Linked DNA regions of Sus scrofa: regions 1 and 3 are each linked to region 2. Evidence: chromatin contacts called from public Hi-C and HiChIP or PLAC-seq data. All regions are on one chromosome and are shown on one strand. The core of a region is the stretch at or near the end of the contact, and the rest is flanking DNA. Distances in the headings are between cores, read along the strand shown. Region 1 holds the start of PLXDC1 (plexin domain-containing protein 1). Region 2 holds the start of RPL19 (60S ribosomal protein L19). Region 3 holds the start of LOC100517731 (transcription factor CP2-like protein 1).

The links. Hi-C and Micro-C count contacts between places; a contact is called where the count stands out from the background. HiChIP or PLAC-seq counts read pairs in DNA pulled down with a chosen protein or histone mark.
Region 1: a Hi-C map of skeletal muscle shows a contact between it and region 2, with 2.2 times the contacts expected there. The contact joins the promoter of PLXDC1 here to the promoter of RPL19 in region 2. A contact is called at or near these places in 3 of 47 Hi-C or Micro-C datasets (embryonic fibroblasts and skeletal muscle) and 2 of 2 datasets of contacts at active chromatin or transcription factors (alveolar macrophages and skeletal muscle).
Region 3: a contact with region 2 is called in an H3K27ac HiChIP or PLAC-seq map of alveolar macrophages, with 4 times the contacts expected there. The contact joins the promoter of LOC100517731 here to the promoter of RPL19 in region 2. A contact is called at or near these places in 2 of 5 promoter capture datasets (fetal liver and liver), 27 of 47 Hi-C or Micro-C datasets (adipose tissue, alveolar macrophages, blood and 15 more) and 2 of 2 datasets of contacts at active chromatin or transcription factors (alveolar macrophages and skeletal muscle).

What each region holds. Positions count from the first base shown.
Region 1 is chr12:23,071,691-23,074,623 of Sscrofa11.1, forward strand. It overlaps PLXDC1 (plexin domain-containing protein 1), which reads left to right and starts at 1,602. Exons shown (of 14, transcript XM_021067058.1): 1 at 1,602-1,875. The coding sequence starts at 1,800.
Region 2 is chr12:23,032,750-23,035,910 of Sscrofa11.1, forward strand. It overlaps RPL19 (60S ribosomal protein L19), which reads right to left and starts at 1,588. Exons shown (of 6, transcript XM_003131509.5): 1 at 1,441-1,588; 2 at 396-502. The coding sequence starts at 1,445.
Region 3 is chr12:22,990,088-22,993,079 of Sscrofa11.1, forward strand. LOC100517731 (transcription factor CP2-like protein 1) reads right to left here and starts at 1,407. Exons shown (of 16, transcript XM_013979827.2): 1 at 593-1,407.

The DNA of each region.
Region 1 (2,933 bases), core at 352-2,851, 39 kb after region 2:
AGTTTACACTTTTAAACATTTGATGCGTCATTTTCTCCTAATTATTTGCAAGCTGCTGTTTCAGACTGAGTCCTCATAAGAGACCTTTTAAAACAGACCGCGGGGCACCCGGTACGAAGAGATCAGTGCCGGAGCCGGAATTCCATCCTGGGACCTCTCACCTTGACCCCTAGGAGTAGGAGCGAAGATCTGTAAAACTGCCTGCCTGGCATCGGACCTCGTGGGCAGGGTCGGGGCAGGGCTGGAAAAGTGAGGAAAACCGCAAAACACGCGCGTTGCGGCTCGTCACGCGGCCACTAGAGGGCAGCAAGAAGCCACAGCTGGGGGCAGCAGCCTTTTTGAACCTGTGTCTGCAAAATCTCAATTTAAATTAGACAACAAGAAGAACTTACAGACAGACCTCGTGTTGTCCCATTGTGAATGCATAAGGGCTTAGGGCTGGAGGAGGTCGCTTCTGGGACCCTGGGTCCTGAGGAAGGAGGAACTGGCATTCTGAACTTTTAGGGAGTCTAGTTCTCGTTTCCTTCTCTGGTCCCCTCTTTGTCTCAATGCCAGGCAACCCGCCTCTTCCAGCCCACGCTGTTCCTCCTCCAGACCCCGGGCACACCCTTTTCCTGGGGGAATTCCCTCAATGGCGCTCACCTCTGCGTTGTCCAGTCCCTGGGCCCCAGCCTCATATATGTCAGGGTGCCCCCCTCACCGCTCACTCTCTCACCATCCAGCGCCTGAGTTCCATGCCATCGCCCGAAGTAGGTCGGGGAGCGAACAGGTACCTCCGTGTCCTGACCTGATTCCCTGCTGTCTATTAAATCTCCTAAGTTGTGGGTATTTTTATTCTGCTCTGGAAGGGAAAAAAAAAAAAAAAAGTGATCTATCCCTAGAGCCTGTTATAAGTGGTGGCAGTTGGAGTGAGACGTTTCCTTGCTCTGGGGCAGGCTTTGGAGAGTGACTGTGTTGGGCCGTAAGGAGGCCTGGGGTCCCTGAGAGGAGGGTGGCTTCGGTCCCCTTCTGGGTGTGGGGAGAAGTCCAGGTTATTTCAAAGTAGGGATGAGCCAGGCCCCGTCCATCCCCGTGTCTGCTGGCCTGGGGGACCAGAGGTTGCTGGCAGTGGGAGATGGGGGGTGGGGGTGGCGGATAAAGTGGAGAGGAGCCATGGGAGGGCGTGGACTCCAGGCCTCTGCAGCAAGGGGAGATTCCTGGGGCGGGGATGGGTATCTCCGAGGAACAGCCCAGAAAGTCGGGAAATCTGGTAGAGCTGGGTCGGGGGTGGATGATAGCAGCCCGTGGTCCGAGGAAGGGGCGCGCGGGTTCCTTCCTCGGATTTGGCCCCCTCCAACCTTTGCTTTGCCGCCCGCTCCCCGAGGAGTGGAGGAGGGGAAGGGAGGCAGGAGCTAAGGTGCAGTGTGGGGGCGACCGATGCTCTTTGCGGGGGGTTCTCCCAGCCCAGGGGGCTCCCGCCCGGTCCCCCTCCTCCTCCCTCCGCACCTCCCCACCCCCGCCTCGGGTGCAGCGGCAGGAGCTCTCGGGGCGCGCTGGGCAGAGCTGGGAGGACCCGGGGCGACCGGGCGAGCTCCGGAGGCGCCCCGCCCCCGCCCCGCCCCCTCCCGGGTCCCGGCCCCGCGAGGCTGCTGCGCCCGCTCTCCGCCCGCTGGCTGGCGCTCGGCGGCTCTCGCTGCTCGCGGGCCCCGCGATCCGCCGCCGCTCCGCCACCCACCCCTCCGCCTGCCAGCCCCGGGGACCGCGCTCCCTAGCCCGGGCCGGGGGCAGCTGCGGGCCGGGGGCGGGTCCTGGCCCCCACCATGCGGGCCGAGCTCTGGCTCCTCGTGCTGGTGTTCAGGGAGGCTGCCCGGGCGCTGAGCCCCCCGCCTGGAGCAGGTAGGACTGGCCGGAGTTGGCCCGGGTGGGCCAGGGGGTCGGGGGCGCTGGCAGGCAGGCAGGCGGGGGCATGGGCAAGACCGGGCAGGCTGGCGATGTCCGGGACGCGGGGGATAGTGTCTGCGGGAGGCGAAGAGCCCTGTGGACTGTGGCAGGTGGACAGGGACCCCACTTTCCTAAACACACGGGGTGTATGTATGAGTGAGGGTGGAGGCGCCAGACACTGATGCCCCGATCTCTCCTTCCCTCCTGGAGGGACCCCAGGAGCGGGGGAGCCATAAGGCAGTGAGTGGGCTCTGGCTCCAAAGGGGACAGCGGGAGAGTCCTAGGGACCCCCGGTCACACCGGGTGAGGCTGAATTCTGATGAGTTATGGAGTCTGGGGGTGCCTCCTGCCCCAGTTTTGCCTCCTTTTCCTCTTCCCTGCCCCCACTCGCCGGCTGACCCAGGCTGGGGGCTGGGTGGGAGCAGCCAGAGGGATGGAGGAGACCCAGCATCTCTCCTCCAACAAGGGCAGCAGGAGCCTAATGCCTTCCTCTCTCTGGTACTTGGAGAGCAGCCCTGGGCCCAGAAAGAAGCAAGTTGCTTCTTTCCCATCCCCTGGCCTCCAGGGTCCTCCTGTCACTCCTGCTTTGCTCTGCCCTGGTGGCTCTTGGCCTTTAGCTACCCTGGCTCTAACCTGGGGTTGAGGGTGAGCAATCCTATCTTGCACACTCCCTCTTCTCCACCGCAGTTCACTGCAATCATCGCTCCCACTTGGAAGTCCTTTCTGAGCTCTGCCTTGAATCTCTCCAGTTATAAAAGGAGAACTGTTTTTTTAACAAATAATTTTACATTCTCTTCTTTTCTCCTCATGCACCCAGACCTTCTTTGGGGCTGGGGAGGTGGGTTATTGGGGAGCCCCTTGGCATAGATATTCCTGGAATGGGATGCAGGAGGTGAAGGGCTTGGCAAGGGGGTTGCTGGGGTTGGGCTATTGTGTCTCGGGTGTGCTGGCATCAGACACAGTGTCAGTGACAGAGTGCTTAACTTTAAAAATCCCTGAAGGTAGTTGAGACA
Region 2 (3,161 bases), core at 338-2,837:
CTACTTTGAGTAATTATGTACAAACATGCCTCTGTTCTGAGGCCCAGGCCTTCCCAATTCATCCCTAACCCCCAGTACTCCAGTTTGCTTCTTCACAAACCCTTCATATAGCTATACAACAGAACATCCATTCTAACCGTATTTACTAATATAACACTGGGTAGTTCCATTAACCTCCATTCTCTCATTCTGGCAAATGGCAGGAAGAGAAGAACCCCTGGCATTTCCTATTTCTTTGATTCCTTCCATTTCCTAAGGATGCCCACCCCCCAATGTCCGACTTATGAGCTCTCCTAAATCTGCACATTCAAGTTAACACAATTGTGCCACCTTTCATCCCTCAAGGGTTGAGCAGGTGATAGGGCAAAGAAAGGTCGCAGAACCCAAGAACTCACGGGAGTTGGCGTTGGCGATTTCATTAGTCTCATTGGGGTCCAACCAGACTTTCTTTTTGCCACAGCGGAGGACACTGGAGGCAAGCCTCTTCTGAAGCCTGAGCATACTGTAACAAACAGAAAACACTATCAGGCCCTGGAAACCATTCCTGGGCAAGGAGCATCCCCAGCAAGACCTGCCCTCCAAAGCCTTCTAATGTGAAATATACCACAGGATATGGATGTATGTGCATTTAGTACTAAGGACAAACATGTCTCTCCCGCCCCAGGCTTTTGCCACCCACAATGGCACCTCCAAATTAAAAATCTCCCCTGTATCCAGATTTTTGTTAATGCCTTGGCAACTACCCATCCCATAATGTAGACAAAGCCCAAGCTATATCTTGACGTATTTGCGCCTCAGTTTTCTCCTCTGGAAAATAAGATGAACGGATGAAATTGAAATTTATAGAGGGAGCTAATACTCTGACATGCACCAGTGAAAATGAATTTATTTAACGCGAAGAATCTGAGGCCAGCGGAGCCGATTCGCTAGTCAGTCTTCTGATTCCTGGGCTCGTTTTTCTCATCTTATCACAGTAATATACTAGCCTTAAGGATTTTCTTATGATGGCTCCACCGAATAAAAGGCATCAAAGAACCAGGGATTGCTTCATCCCGGACAGTCGGAGGCTCGAGACCTACGCGAGGCCCCGTCCTACGTCACATGCAAGCAGACATGGGCTCGGAGCCACAGATTGACCCAGCGAGTAAGGAAGCCATAGCCCGGTTCCCGCCACCGCCTCTCTTCTGCCCGCAGGAGTAGCCTCGGACACGTGTGGGGCGCAGGGCTCGCCCTTCCTCCTGCGTAAGAGTGCCCAGGACGCTCTCCCACCCCCATCCTCTCCAGGCCAAGAGCTAGTGTGCTCCGGCCTACCCTAAGCTCCAAGGCCGGCCGCTTCAGGGCCGTCTCCACCTCAACTCTCCCACCAGGGGCTGAGGTATCGAGCCGTCGAGTGCCCTGGCAGCCGGAATCAACCAAAATCGGAGACCCTGGAGCCCTTACCTCATGGCTGCTGCCGCAGCGGCGAAAGGAAAGAACTTGCTCTCGCCAGGCTCCTCCCATTATCTGTGCAGGGGAGAGCTCATCCCTGGCTCCGCTTTCGCCCGTATTCCCCTCCAGTCTTTTCATCTTCTGCCACCATAAACGTACTTATATCTTCTGTAAAGATCCGGGATACTCGAAGCCTAATATCAGAAATCGGTTTTAAACTTAAAAACATAGAAAATATACCCCTTCGGCATGGCAAAGTGGTATAGTCCGACTTCCTATTAGGCATGCGTGGCAAGGGTGTCTGGTCACGTGGATGGCGGAAGCCGGAAGTCAGCTGGGTTGCGCAGGCGGGTTGAGGGAATTTTGCTAGAGTGGCCCGTTTCTCGCAGTCGCGTTGGGTTCTTTGGGTGTTTTATTGGCGCGGGGCGGGTGTGGAAGGTGAAGCAAGAGGGAATAATGAGGGCGGATTTCAGACAAAAGCAGCCCTGTATTCACTCTCTTAATTATTGGGAGACCCTGGAGGTCAGAATAAACCACCAAAGATACTAGCTGATGTTTTTGCACCCCTATGGTCCTTGATCTCTTAGTGCCTCAGTTTCCTTCTCCGTATAGTGTACGTGATATATCCGTTGTTCAGTTGTGAAAATCGCATGAGTTAACGTTTGCAGCTTGCGAAGGCAGGCATTAAGACCAGCTCCTCTTTAAAAATAAATAAGTAAAAAGGCATGCTCCTTATGACAGGAACCAGTCTTTTGTTTGGCTCATACTGTATGCCGGCAGCCATGGAGCTTTGCACATAGTAAGCACTTGAGAAATAAGGAGCGAATGAATAGCTGTGAAAGTCTTAAACCTGGTTGCTAGAACCTCTCATAGTTCTTTCCTCTTGCTCTGGAGTTCCCAATGCAAAAACCTAAGGAAGTGCAACTAGAGATTATCGTACTAAGTCAGAAAGACAAAAACCTTATAATATCACTCATATGTGGAATCTAAAATATGGCACAAATGGGAGATCCCCATTGTGGCTCAGTATCCATGGGGACGCTGGTTAGATCCCTGGCCTCACTCAGTGGGTTAGGGATACAGTGTTGCCGAGAGCTGTGGTGTAGGTCCCAGTCCGCGCTCAGATCTGGTGTTGCTGTAGCTGTGATGTAGACTGGTGGCAGCTGCAGCTCAGATTCCACCGGAGCCTGGGAATCTCCACATGCCACAGGTAGAGACCATAAAAAAAGCAAAATAAATAAATAAAATATAGTGCAAATGAATCTATCTACAAAACAGAGACTCACAGAAAACAGACTTGTGGTTGCCACGGGGCGGGGGGTGGGGGGAATGGACTAGGAGTTTGGAATTAGTAGATGCAAACCATGGCATTTAGAATGGATAAACAAGGCGTTTCCGTCTTGGCTCAGAAGAAACGAATCTGACTAGTATCCATGAGGATGCAGGTTCCATCCCTAGACTCGCTCAGTGGGTTAAGGATCCATCTGGCATTACTGTGAACTGCGGATCAGATCTTGCATTGCTGAGGCTGTGGTGTAGGCCCCCCGCTTCAATTCTGATTGGATCCCTAGCCTGAGAACCTCCATATGCTGCGGATGCAGCCCTAAAAGACAAAAAAAAAAAAAAAAAAAAGAATGGATAAACAAGGTCTTATTGTATAGCACAGGCAACTATATTCAATCTCCTGGGATAGACCACTATGAAAAATAATATATATACATATATATATTATT
Region 3 (2,992 bases), core at 157-2,656, 43 kb before region 2:
AGGTCCCTTCTTAACCTGAACTGACAAATTATGAGCCCTGGATTTAACTTCAGTCCAATGGTCGAGAGTCAAACTAAGGGGGGTCGTCACTGTCTGTCCCATATTAAAACTGTAGACAAGGACGCACAAGACAAAGACACATGAAACAGAAACCAACAGATCCAGACACACGCGACCCGTCCGCGTCTTCCACAAGCAGGCAAAAGAGTCCGACGGCCGCGGAGGGGGAAGTTTTCGCTTCAACAACAGAACTCGGTCCTCTGACCGACAGTAGGAGACCACCAGGCGTCCCTGGCTCTCCCCACCTCCCGGGGCGTCCCCCAGGGCGGCAGCCTGTGATCCTCCTAGCACGTCTGCTGATCACAGTCCTCCAGCTGCAAACCGAAAGCGCGCATCACAGAAAACAGACACTCAGAACAGAGACGCCGGCTGGCACACACGTTCCAAAGGGGATCCCTTTACCTCCAAGTCGGTTCTCGGGTGTGAGGGGTGGTCGCGGGGTATTCCCGGCCAACGCACCAAATGAAAAGGCCAGGAGAAGGAAAATCCCCCTCGTCTGGACTCGGAAGAGGCGACACTGCAAATCACTCACGAGAAGCGGTCTTGTTGCAAACAGCAAGAGGATTTTTATTTCAAGCACGCTGGGGCCCACAGTCGTATGCCAGGCAGGGGTAGAGGACTGCGGCCCCGAGTGCGGACAGCTTTTATGGGGTTCACAACAAAGCTCGCGCATCAAGAGCCCGCGCCTGGAAGACGAATCATTTTAAAGTACGCGTTCTGAGGACCAATCAGGAGGTCTATATTAGCGCGGGCTCGTGGGTGGTGTGTCATTTTGCAGTTGTGCAATCAATATTTGCAAGCAGTTTTACAGAAGCCAGATAAGCGTTTAGTCAACTCAGATCCTGTTACCTTGCTTAGGCCAGCAGTCTCACCCAAGGCCTGTTTCACATCCTCCCACCCAGTTTCATAGAAAAAAACTAGGTGAAAGGACGTAAAACAGGCCCCGATGCAACAACAAGTGTGACGTATTTACTTGGCAGGGATGAGTTTCTGGAATTCAGGGGCATCTAGGGCTTTTTCTTTATTATCTTCTTGGGGTCTTGGGGGTTTTAGGTTGCATTTTCATCCTTTCACTTGCTGTGGAAACAACTCAGGGGGTGGTGCTGGGAGGGAGATGGAGCCTATGAGGAGGAGGTGGTGTGCCTGGGTGCCTGGGAGTGCCCCCTGCCAGGAAAGCAGTGGGAAGGCAGCTCCAGCTGGGCTGGTTTCTTTGCCCCTCCTCCGCCCTGGGGCGTGGGGTGGACTGTGTTTATGGACAAATAGAGACCGCCTGGGGGATGGCTTCCTTCCCGGGGCTCAGCCCCTGTTGTCACTGTACACAGTCAGCCCGGGCACCCCCCCCCCCACCGTGTTTGGTATAAACAGATAAGGGCCTTGCAGAGAGCGGAGGTGGGGCTCTAAAGATGTGGCCTGAACTCACGTTACTCCAACTATCCAGGCCTTCAAAGAGCACGCCCCATGCACACTGGACAGGGCAGCTCCAGGTACCTGGGTCCTGAACATACATTCTTCTGCCAGGAAGCCAGACAAAGGAGAGAGACGGGGATAGGAACATTCCTGCCAATGGGGGCCAAAGAAACCTAAGTCCCCCAAGAGCCTCAGTAAGATCCTGAAGACTTTTTTTTTTTTTTTGCTTTTTAAGTGCACACCTGCAGCATATGGAGGTTCCCAGGCTAGGGGTGAAATCAGAGCTACAGCTGCCAGCCTACACCACAGCCACAGCAACACGGGATCCAAGCTACATCTGTGACCTTTCACCGCAGCTTGCAGCAATGCCGGATCCTTAACCCACTGAGTGAGGCCAGGAATCCAACCCATGTCCTCATGGATGGTAGTTGTGTTTGTTGCTGCTGAGTCACAATGGGAACTCCAAGAGATGCTTTTTTTTTTAACTTATTTTAATTTTAATTTTTTTTTTTTTTTTTTTTTTTTTTTTTTTGCTTTATAGGGCTGCACCTGTGGCATATGGAGGGTCTCAGGCTACGGGTCCAATCAGAGCTACAGCTGCCAGCCTACGCCAGAGCCACAGCAACATGGGATCCGAGCCGTGTCTGTGACCTACACCACAGCTCATAGCAATGCCAGGTCCATAACCCACAGAGCGAGGCCAGGGATAGAACCTGCAACCTCATAGTTCCTGGTCAGATTCGTTTCCGCTGCACCATGGTGGGAACTCCGAGATGCTTTTTTTTTTAATGGATTTTTTTTTCACGTCCAAAATACTCTGTCATTTTCTAGATCATGGCGTAACCTAAGAGCTAACTGCAATACACTTTGGGGTTCCCTAAGCCAAGGAAATTATTATTATTATTATTTTGCTTTTTAGGGCCACACCTGTGGCATATGGAGGTTCCCAGGCTAGGGGTGGAATCAGAGTTACAGCCGCTGGCCAACACCACAGCCACAGCAACGAGGGATCCGAGCTGGGGCTGCAACATACGCTATAACTCACGGCAACGCTGGATCCTTAACCCACTGAGTGAGGCCAGAGATTGAACCTGTAACCTCATGGTTCCTAGTCAGATTGGTTTCAGCTGTACCACGACGGGAACTCCAAGGAAATTATTTTTTACTTGGGAAAATTGCTGAGAAATAATTCAGTATCTTCTCCTCTAACCAGAATGTATTGTGTTGTCTTCTATGCTAGGCCACATTCCTTTTTGTGTGTGTGTGTGTGTGTGTGTGTGTGTGTGTGTGTGTGTGTGTGTTTGCCATTTTCTTGGGCCACTCCCTTGGCATATGGAGGTTCTCAGGCTAAGGGTCGAATCAGAGCTGTAGCCGCTGGCCTACGCCACAGCCATAGCAACATGTGATCCGAGCTGCGTCTGCAACCTACACCACAGCTCACGGCAACGCCAGATCCTTCACCCACTGAGCAAGACCAGGGATCGAACCTGCAACCTCATGGTTCCTAACCAGATTCGTTTACCAC